Linked DNA regions of Dromaius novaehollandiae: region 1 is linked to region 2. Evidence: chromatin contacts called from public Hi-C data. All regions are on one chromosome and are shown on one strand. The core of a region is the stretch at or near the end of the contact, and the rest is flanking DNA. Distances in the headings are between cores, read along the strand shown.

The links. A called contact is a pair of places that touch in the nucleus more often than the background predicts.
Region 1: a contact with region 2 is called in a Hi-C map of brain, with 8 times the contacts expected there. The contact joins the enhancer-like site here to the promoter of MEGF11 in region 2. A contact is called at or near these places in 3 of 4 Hi-C or Micro-C datasets (brain, liver and ovary).

What each region holds. Positions count from the first base shown.
Region 1 is chr10:3,105,922-3,111,571 of bDroNov1.hap1, forward strand. MEGF11 (multiple EGF like domains 11) reads left to right here. Exons shown (of 27, transcript XM_064517860.1): 19 at 1,422-1,550; 20 at 2,245-2,373; 21 at 4,851-4,979; 22 at 5,117-5,350. Among named protein-coding and RNA genes, the nearest start is that of RAB11A, 52 kb to the right of the region's middle. Within about 2 kb of position 1,545, at least 1 of the 2 cell types and tissues checked has open chromatin away from gene starts, as enhancers often do.
Region 2 is chr10:2,837,758-2,843,382 of bDroNov1.hap1, forward strand. MEGF11 (multiple EGF like domains 11) reads left to right here and starts at 2,695. Exons shown (of 27, transcript XM_064517860.1): 1 at 2,695-3,330. It overlaps DIS3L (DIS3 like exosome 3'-5' exoribonuclease), which reads right to left and starts at 1,575. Exons shown (of 17, transcript XM_064517857.1): 1 at 1,348-1,575. The coding sequence starts at 1,477.

The DNA of each region.
Region 1 (5,650 bases), core at 295-2,794, 270 kb after region 2:
GTTCAACAGCAACAATTTCCAATTTAGCCAGAAGGATGTGGTGATAGCTACTTTGTATTTTGGACTCACAAAGTAGGAACCTCACTGTTTCCTCAGTTACCTCCTTGTAAGGGAACTGTACATCTCCCACCACGAACCTGGCCTCATGCCCGGCCCCTGCCGGTACCTGGCCTAGCATACCAGAGCTTTTTCGGTCAAGCCGTTCTGTGCACCGGTTAACCTGGGATGACCGAGAGATGGAGCTGCAAAGGAAATAATTTTAGCTCCAATTCCAGAGCCAGTCCTGGAGATATTCACAGACCCTGCAGCTCTTGCGTACAAAGGCATTGTTGAAGCATTTCGGGTTGCTTGTAGCACAAATACTTTAGGCCAAATCCTGTTCAGATTGATATTGTGTGAGTTCAGTGACCTTTTGTTTGATTTACGTCATGGCAGAATTTTTGCTATTCATTTTGGCTTTAGATATGTCTGTCATATGCCAGAAACTTGCATTTATCGTCAGAACTGGAGCCAATGGCACGCATCGAAATAGGCACTGTTTCTGTACTTTCAGGTTTCCTGGGAACCATGCCTTATTAATTCATGTCTTTAATAGGAAGCAATGGAAAGTGCTTTTTAAAGCAAAAATATAGTTGTTATATTGAAGGGTTATCATCATTTTGGATCTTTTAGTCTGGCACTAATAACTGTGTAACTTACTGCATTCACTTTTGGAGGGTGGCTTAAAATAACTTTTGAAAATGTATTAATATTGTACTTGTTGAACTATATAATAGACCTGGAGATTTTAATTTAATATTAGCCCCATCAACAAAAGCAATCTGATTTTGTGGATGGGAATTCATACTGATAATAAGTTTTCTTTACATTTTTACGTAATCTGAGTGGCGCTCTATACTTCAAATGAATGTGGTAATTTTAGTAGTTGATTGCATAGCAAATGTAAACCATGAATAGCTGTACTTTATTATGCAAGAATTCCGGAATATCAAAAAGAAAATTAAATTACTTCCATATCTTAAAACCCTGTCTAGATTGTCTTCACAGATAATGCCAGGAAGGCAGGGAGAGTGGATAGAGCACTTAGAGTAATGCACTGTCAAGGGTCACTGTTTCAGTGGCTCCCGGTGCACATAGGCACCCGATCTTGCAATCTGATCTACGTGGGGAGAAAAGTACTTGGGCCAGGGTTTGACAGCTGGGGTCAGGCTGCAGGTTTGCAACCTGACAGGGCAAAGCAGCGATTGGCTCGGGAGAAGCGCTCTTCGCCGGGAAATTGCTGCGGCGATGCTAAGCTCTGCAATGCGAAGTTCTGCCTTTGCTGGGGTCTCCCAGGTTCTGTCTTTATTGCTGTTCCTCCGCAGCACCAATGCGGTATCATTGCTTTTTTGTCAGCTGACAAATCTTTTTTATTTTCCTAGCTTGTCCCACTGGCTTTTGGGGTCCTGATTGCTTTCATTCATGCAACTGCCACAACGGAGCAATGTGCAGCCCTTACGATGGAGAATGCAGATGTACTCATGGTTGGACTGGGCTCTACTGCACTCAGCGTAAGCCTTTCCCAGACACTATTCTGCCAGGGAATCTGTCAAAGTGTGTGCTGCTACCTCGTGTCTGTTCCAAATATTGCAGTCCTGCCTGCTAAACCACCCGCCTAGTGCTTGTGAATAACTTCTGTCATCGTGGAGAAAATAGCCCTGAAGCTTTTCGAGTTTTTTTTATGCCGTTTCCACTCAGTGAAGGAGGAATCGATTATTTAGATTATAGATTCATTGTCGTAATTTGTCCCAGGCGTTGTCCCTGCTTGTGAAAGCCTCGCTATGTGAGATCTGATGTAGGAAAATTTTTGGTCCTACTGGGGCCAAATTATCAGCCCTGTATGAAAGAGGAGATCAAATTCTGGGGAGCCCTCTCATTTGCAAGTAATTGATTGATATTTGGCCTTTAAGGCAGTTTCTGTTTAGCCATCTTCTTTCACTTCTTGAAAATGCAGTTTGTATAGATGGGTCAAACTTGCTTTTTTCTGAAACACTTAAGAGGCAATTCTGTAAGATATGAGAAACACTACTTCAAGAAAATTGGCTGTCATAGTATCTCTGCATTTGGATGATCAAATAAATGTTATTAAATATACAGAGGCTGAAAATACACAGGTTTATAGGCCTACATATTTTGTGCGGTTAATGTATCTGAGTTTGCGTTTCAGTTTATTTCTTAGTGTTTCCTTATTCTAATTCCTGAAAGGTTGCCCGGCAGCTTTTTATGGAAAAAACTGTGCCAATGTTTGTCAGTGTCAGAACGGAGCAGACTGCGACCACATCACGGGGCAATGCACATGCAGGACGGGATTTACAGGCAAACAGTGCGAGCAAAGTAAGTAGCAACATTGCTTCATTTTTGCATTTCTCCTGTGGGGGCTTTCTTTCAGAATTCCTTGCAGAAATAATAGACCTAAACTGTTCACAATTAAACTTGAAGGAGATTTTCTCAAATCAGCATATCCTATGTGTGGCATCACAAATGGGTTCCCCAGAGGAAGGACTCTCAGATGCAAGTCGGTATTGCGTGTGGTCCAGGGAAGCGTTTGTATCTGACTGTTGCTGTGAGTTTCTTTGCTTTATTCAGGATGTCACGGCCAGTTTCATGCTCCATTGGGAGAGATGGAAGAATCAGCCTTTCCGGGGACAGGGTGGGAGAATCATATCCAGTGATTCCTGGACTGGAATATGGGCTTCCTGTTTCATGCATTTTTGTTTTTCACCCTCACCCCATTGAAGTTCCAATAAATTGTACATCTCGCCTTGATGCACCGAGCATGTACTGCTTGGCTTCTACTAGCATTACTAAAGATAATAACTAATCTTTTCCAAACGCTACCTGCAACTGCATCCGTCCGCTGGAATGCAGATCACCCAGCTGGACCTGCAGGGCCACGCAGGGGCCTGCGGGCCGAAGAGCTGAGCACCCCTCGGCTGGGGTTCGTTTACGGTGAAAACAGATCAAGGAAACAGAAGTTGTTTATCAGTTTTGGAAGGATGTACGTTTAACTTCAGTAGTGATGCAGTGAGGAGAATGGGCTTGGGTTACCTATGCAAGGATACCAGCATATCTTATTGTAATTGCTGTCAATGTCTTGCTGGTATATTTAGCATGCTGTGCCAAACAGCTTCCTTTAACAACGAAGAATCTGGGTAGTGGAACTGTATGCGCTGTAGCTGAATAATTACTTGTTTGTCTAATGCAGTAAATCAAAAGAAAATTCTCACACACTTACTTTGACTCCAAACAGAGGGTGAAATTCATCTCACCTTACCATGGCATTAGTTCCACAGGTTGGTTTTTTCTTTTTTTTTTTTGGCAGTAGGGTAATACAATAACATTCCTGCTGAATTTGCAAATAAAAGGCCTGCCTCAGAGCTTCTTAACTGTAGCTTACTACATGGATCTTTAGCTGTATATATAAAAAAATTCATAAACATCTTTTGTGTTTGCACATCCTTGCACTCAGTAAAGTATGTGGCTCAGGAACAAGTTTGCATGCTCATGTGGGCATTATATATGCCACCTCTGTAAGTGACCAACTTACTGTTGCGTTGCATACGTCCTTACTGCAGCCATGCAGAGAGCAGGAATGCAAAAAGTCCTGTGGTAGGACTGCATCATAGCAGATTTTATACCATAAGCTACATGTATACTTTGACTTATCTACAAAGCCTAAGGTTTTCTCTTCCATCAATGTATTTATTTGCTTTTCTACTCTTTAATCTAAAAGTATCTCTTCATTAAGCCTTCCTTCTCCTTTGAATCCTGCTGGATGGCAGTCATACTGCGTTTCAGATGAAATGCCTAAATGCAGACATCATTTCTGTGGTGCATTCCAAAAATTTAGGCCTTCTTCATTTGAAGTATGCTGCAGGTTAATATCAGACTGAGCATTGATTGAAAAATTTTTATTTTTCCTCATTTGGAAATCTGCATATATAAGAAAGAGACATAACTTTATATTTAATTTTATAATGCAAAACATTATACAGGCACTGGCTGATGTCCATTGCTTATATTCCAAAGAAACATAGCAAATGACATTCAATAAAGTCTCTTCTCTATGGAAAGAAATAGGAGTTGCCAAAAGTTGTTTCTTTCAATTTGTTATTGAATATTGCCTCAAGAAATTTAGCAAGTTGCGGACAGATTTATTGTAATAGCCCATCATGGTAATTGTATGAATAAGTTTCTCGGTTGGACATTCAATCATTTTGTCTGTGATAGAAATACAGGAATCCTAATACAGAAGCAGAGCAAACCAAATCATGCAGATGCTCAGTTCTCTAATTCCATCTACAATGCTGTATTCATGTTCCAGCCCTAGTGGAGATAATTCTGAAAGTATGTGGGCTTCCATGGTAAAAGTATATTGTGTTGCATATAAATGTACATTAAAAATTACATTTGCAACCCCCAATGAAAAAATCTGCCAACTTGGAGAATGCTATGCTCTTTCAAGATGCTGTCTACAACTTCTGACTTTATGCTCTATTTAGTTCTCTACCTTTGAAATACATATCGAGTCTTCTTAAGTTTCTGTATGTATTATTGATTTCATCCTTATGAAGTCTTGTATGACTTTTCCAGAAAGGAGGTTACAGCTTAATAAGTAGTACCCCAAACTGTGAATGAGGCACATTTATCTCCTGCTTTAAAATAATAATGTAATACTATGGGTGTTATCCTAGCCACACTGAAACCAGGGAGACTTTTTGACTGACTTTTCCATGGGCAGGATTTCACCCTCTGTTCCCTTCCCCCTCCCAAAATAGGATTCTTTCCAATCTTTTTCTTTGGCTTCCCAGAGTGCTCACCAGGAACATTTGGTTATGGTTGCAAACAACTATGTGAATGCATGAATAACGCTACATGTGACCATGTCACAGGTACTTGCTACTGCAGTCCAGGCTTCAAAGGAATCAGATGTGACCAAGGTACAGTGCCATTCTATGTGCTAAATCTCTCCCTCTCTCTCTTTTTTTAACAATGGTAAACTTGCTTTAGAAAAAAAGTATTTGAAAAATGAAATGTGCGATTCAATTTACAGTGTGTTATGAATTACTTTTAACAGCGGCTCTTATGATGGAAGAATTAAACCCGTATACTAAAATTAGCCCTGCTCTTGGATCAGAGAGGCACTCAGTGGGAGCAATCATTGGAATTATTATTCTCCTTCTAATTATTATGGTCTTGCTGGCACTGTTTGTGTGGTATCGACGGAAACAGAAGGAGAAGGGCCATGACATGCCAAGTGTATCTTACACTCCAGCCATGAGGATGACTAATACAGATTACTCACTTTCTGGTAAGGGTCTTTTTATGTTAATCAAATCTGGACTTATATTACTGTATGTTGGGGAAATATAAGCTTCTGTGATGTGTAACATGCAGTATAGAGCCTCAAAAATAATGACACTTCCTGAATACCATGATTTTTTAACACTTAACAGGGACAGTAAAGCAAACGTAACTTAAAACTGCTGTAAGTTTCTTCATGTATGAACGATTATTTACAGGCTATAGGATGTCCTAGGCATGAGATATGCTGCATGCAGTACAGAAACTCAGGTTCTTGTCGGCTGCGTCCCTATTGCCACGCAGAGAA
Region 2 (5,625 bases), core at 1,445-3,944:
CATTTAAATCCAGAAGTTAGGCATGGAGAGAGAGGCAAGAGTTTGGTCTGGCATGTGCCTATAACTTATCCTTAGGGAATTCATAACCAAAGGAATTAATACCTAACACATGTCTACAGCTCCTAGGCCCGTTACAGAGCAGTGACTCCAACCTTGCCCTGCCATCCTGAATAGCAGTAATACACTGCACTGCTGCCCTCCATCTCAGCAGGCACCTAAAAACAAAACAGAAGTGACAACATCTGTCAACTACAGTTCGGAAGAAAAACTGTTATAATTCTTAGCCTTTTCTCTTAGGCCAGCAGATAATTCAGTTGATTTAAACATCTTACATGCTGTGTTAGCTGCCATTTATTTACTTGCACCAAATAAACTGTGTTATTTAACAACAAAAAAACAGAAGTATCAGCGAACAACCACACGGTGGTCTGTGATGCACATAATAGCACTGCACTATGTTTTTACAAACAACGCAAAAGCTAGAGATCACGGAGGCCAGCAGTCTCCGCGTTTCCAAGACGGCCAGGCACCACATGGACAATTAAATTTAACTGCTGAACCAAACTAACTGCTGTGGACCAACTACCAAAGTTTCAGAGGTACCTGCTTGGCCCCATAACAACACTCAAGAAACAGGATTTAACTCGCACCATGCACCACCGCCCTGCAGGAATTGGTGCGTTTTTGAAAAAAGGAAGTGCAAAACCACGGGTGTTCCCCCCCCTTCAAACTGGCACGATCCTTCAGCCTTTTATCACCGTTAAAAGCTAAATAATAATAACAATAATAATAATACCAGATTTTTTTCACACAGATGGAATTTACACAAAATTTTTGGATCAGTGGTAACAACATTAAATAATAATAATAAAAGCGAAATAATAATAGCTAAATCCTGTATCAACTTCTCTTTTCAATACCCTTTTTTTTCCCCCTAGCACCTCATTTTTTATCCGATTTTTACTCTGAAGGTGCATTTTCGCTGTGTCGCTGATCCGGCACCGCCCGATTCCCCCCGGCGCCGCGGCCGGAGGTGCGATGAGCGCTCCGTCCTCTGCCGGCCCGCGCCCCCCAACCCCGCACCGCGCCCCCTCCTCACCCCGCGCTCAGCACAACGCGTCCCCCCCCCCCCCCCCGGCCGCCGCTTTTAAGCCGGTTCCTCGCTGCCCCTCGCTCCGCTCTCCCGCCGGGTCCTGCCAGGCCGCCCCCGCCCGGCCCAGCGATCGCCTTCGCCTCGGTGCCCCCCCGCCCCGCCACCTCCTCCCGCCGCACCCGGGCTCCGGCCGGCGCCCCCGCTCCCGCCGCCTCGGCCCCGCGGAGCCCTGGCGGCCGCCCGCAGCCCCTCACCGCGCGGGCAGGCGGCGCAGCACAGGGCGCTGCGGCAGGGCACGTCGGCGCGCAGGTAGTGCTCCCGCACGACGCGCACCGAGCGGCCCTGCTGCCCGCGCAGCTGCAGCACTTTCTCCGTGCGCTGCATCGCGGCGGCGGCCGCTCTACCAGGCCCGGCGCTCCGCGGCCGCTGCGCATGGCGCGGGAGGCGGGGCGATCGTGAGAGGCAGGGCCGCCTTCGGGGGCGGGGAGGCGGCGGGGCGGCCTTGAGAGGAGCGGCGGCCCTGAGGGGAGAGGCGGGAGCGAGCTGGGGCGGCCCTGAGGGGAGAGGCGGGAGTGAGCTGAGGGAGCCGTGGCTGCCCTGAGGGGAGAGGCAGGAGCGAGCCCAGGGAGCCGGGGCCGCCCTCAGGAAGAGGCGGGAGCGAGCCGAGGGGACAGGGCGGCCGTGAGGGAGAGGCGGGAGCGAGCCGGGGCGGCCCTGAGGGGAGAGGCGGGAGCGAGCCGGGGCGGCCCTGAGGGGAGAGGCGGGAGCGAGCTGAGGGAGCCCTGAGGGGAGAGGCAGGAGCGAGCCGAGGGAGCCCTGAGGGGAGAGGCGGGAGCGAGCTGAGGGAGCCCTGAGGGGAGAGGCGGGAGCGAGCCGAGGGAGCCCTGAGGGGACAGGCGGGAGCGAGCCCAGGGAGCCCTGAGGGAGAGGCGGGAGCGAGCTGTGGCCGCCCTGAGGGAGAGGCGGGAGCGAGCCCAGGAAGCCGGGGCCGACCTGAGGGAGAGGCGGGAGCGAGCCGGGGCGGCCCTGAGGGGAGAGGCGGGAGCGAGCTGAGGGAGCCGGGGCGGCCCTGAGGGGAGAGGCGGGAGCGAGCTGAGGGAACCGGGGCGGCCCTGAGGGGAGAGGCGGGAGCGAGCTGAGGGAGGCCTGAGGGGAGAGGCGGGAGCGAGCTGGGGCCGCCCTGAGGGGAGAGGCGGGAGCGAGCTGGGGCCGCCCTGAGGGGAGAGGCGGGAGCGAGCTGTGGCCGCCCTGAGGGGAGAGGCGGGAGCGAGCTGAGGGAGCCCTGAGGGAGAGGCGGGAGCGAGCCCAGGAAGCCGGGGCCGCCCTGAGGGAGAGGCAGGAGTGAGCCTGGACGGCCCTGAGGGGAGAGGCGGGAGCGAGCCCAGGGAGCTATGGCCGCCCTGAGGGGAGAGGCGGGAGCGAGCTGGGGCCGCCCTGAGGGGAGAGGCGGGAGCGAGCCCAGGGAGCCGGGGTGGCCCTGAGGGAGGGGCGGGAGCGAGCCGGGGCGGCCCTGAGGGGAGAGGCGGGAGCGAGCTGAGGGAGCTGTGGCCGCCCTGAGGGGAGAGGCGGGAGCGAGCTGAGGGAGCCCTGAGGGGAGAGGCGGGAGCGAGCCCAGGGAGCCGGGGCGGCCCTGAGGGAGGGGCAGGAGCGAGCCGAGGGAACCAGGGCGGCCCTGAGGGGAAAGGCGGGAGCGAGCCGGGGCTGCCCCTGAGGGCGGTTCTGAGGGGCTGGGACAGGCTGGAGCGAGTTTGGGAGCCGGGGCTGGGGACTGAGGGGATGCGGGAGCCTCGAGGTCGAGCTGGGAGCAGCGCTGAGGGGGAGCCCGGCCAGGGCTGAGCTTCGTTAGAGCCCTGCGTGGTGCGGCTGGGTGAACAGGGGTGTTAGGTTCCCTCTCAGTGAGGTAAAACCGAGGGGATTTGGGCCTGTGGAGGAAAGGCTGAAAAAGTGGCTGGGGCGTCTCATGGAAGGCAAGTGGGAAGAATCTGCCCTCTGTTAGGAGTGTGTGGCCTGAGGGTGGTGAAGATACATGGTGAATTTTTCTGTTCCTCTGTCCAGGAAGAACGAGAAGAGGCTGTCTTGCTGTACCTAAACCGTAGTCCTGCATAAATGCATGTGTGAACCATCATGGTCTTCCATAACCTCTTCCAGGCACAGCCCCGGGTCCATTTCTCAGATCGCCTCGTTTCGTGTGGTCGCCTCCCAGCACCCGGGGTGCTGAGGTGGGGAACGTGGCTAGGGTGAGTGAGGAGTGCACAAAAGCCCCAAGTCAAATAATAGTATAGAGATCAGTTTTATTTTTTACATTTTACAAAGGGAAAGACTGAGGCCCTGAAAGGTAAAGTGCTTGTGCATGATCAAACAAAAGCAGTGGCAGGGTCACGAATGCTATTCACTTTTTCTGAGTCAGCACTCTGTATGTGAGGCTGCAGTGATGTTAGTGTGACGTATTGGGGGATGATTATTCTGAATATAAAAAAGCAGTAATACTTTCTCAGAACTGCATATGTCGTAACCTCGCTTGAGCATAAATACATGGTGTAAGCTATCTAGTATTTATCTTACGAGAAGAAAGATTGAGAAAGAACCAAGGCAGTGTTTCACTTTATGTCCCTGTTTGTTCTATTGCTTATTTTTCACATGTTTTATAAAACGTGTATCTTCAATGACTAATACTTGAAAGTAACCAATTGGTGCCAGGAAATGGAAGTACCATCTGTAAGAAACTGATTTTCAGAAGCCAAGTCCTCAAACATACGAGGAGGAGGAGGTGGTATAGCTTGGTGAGAGACGTCCAAAGTGTAGACTTGTTTTTGTTAGTCAGGATGATTTTAGACATATTATGTAAGCAGGGTGGGGGGAGGATGGAGACCAAAATGATAGAGCTCTTGTACAGTACGAACAAAGATGAAATAATCGGTGGTGACAGAAAAGGGATGAAAAAGATAACATTTGAGAGAAAAGTCACTGAATTCAGTTTGGAATGCTGTAGCTGCTGATTGCTGTGACATAGTGAAGAACGCAGATCTGCGGGGCTACTCAGTGTCATTCACTGACTGCAATAAAATCAAGGTTAATTAAATGAAAGTGTTGGAGAGCACTGCTCTAATTTGTTCAGCTTCATAGAAATGCAAGACCTTTGGTTAAGTTCATGCACTGCTGATACTACTGAGTAGCTGCCTGCTTATTTCTAAAATGGGCAATTTTTAAAATTCTTACCCTTTCTCCCCTTCCCACCCCTTTCCAAGAGCATTCTCTTACAAGTAAAAGTCAGTTCAGAGTTGAGTTGGTAAAGCCAAAAAGAGTTATTTACACCTCATCTAACAATTGAGTTTGGCCTAGTGAGATTTGAGACAGATTTTCATACTCATCTGGGAATTGATTTTATACGTGGCAAGAAGTTTCTACAGGGTGAAGGTGCAGGGAGAGCCAAAACTTTCAGGATAACAAGATCATCCATAATTGTTTTAAAAAACTGCTAAAATGTTTTAAAATACAGTATTAGAAGATGTCATTACATGTTGAATAATGAAGGTGGAGTGCAGCACAGCTGCAAAGCAGTGAGACATAAATTTCCTCCTGAATATTTCCTTCTCTGAGTGTCTGAGAAGATGTGGTAGAACAGATGAAAATAAAGTAGTACAAATATTTCTTTCTCTACACAGAGTATTTTCCTTACTTCAGAGATGCTCGCTTGGATAACACTAGTAAGCGCTAGAAAAGATTTTGTTTTAAATGAGACAGAGAAGACTCTTTGAAGTTCAGTTACATGTTCTTGCCTATGTTGGGAAGCGTGAGCCTCTCAGGAAGTCTCCCTGCTTGTAAAAATGTCAGGGGGTGCAGTGCAGAATTTCAATATATTACCTTTTGATAGAACTTGCTCAATATTTTGGCAAAGAAAACTTTCAGGTCATTTGGAAATATCAGCTTCTGGCTCTGGTTTCTCATGACTTGAAGCTTGACTCGTCTGACAAATGACTGGAAACAACCTAAGAAACTGATGTAGAAATAAAATACCATTTTACTATGTAGGTTGTTGTTGGGCATATATATGTGGAAGTGGAACATGTGCAAGATAAAGCAAAAAGCAGGTATTCAGAAATAGGTGTAATAAATTGTTGACCATTTAATATAATACCATACCTGCTTACCAGTATGTGTCAGTTGGCACCACACAGATATCCTTTATGATACACCGTACCTTACTTCTGCCATCCTGGCAAAGCAACTGCTGAGTTTTATTCTTGCAAAGGGACTTCTTCCTGAGTTTTGTACAGCCTGTTATTAGAGGGCACTAACTGCTTCCCTGCTTAACGTTGGGAGGTGGGCTGCATAGCTAAATTGGGCTTCATCAGCTAAAATTGTGTTTAAGACTGTTAGTAAGCACAGAAAAGTATATAGCAAGCTATATTCCGGTTTGCTACTGTGCCTATAAACAAGTCTGCAGCAGACCGCCACAAGATGGGATTACGTATAAGGCCCTATTACAGGCTTTCTGAGAAAAAAGATTAAGAAAGTAACACAAACAAGAGATA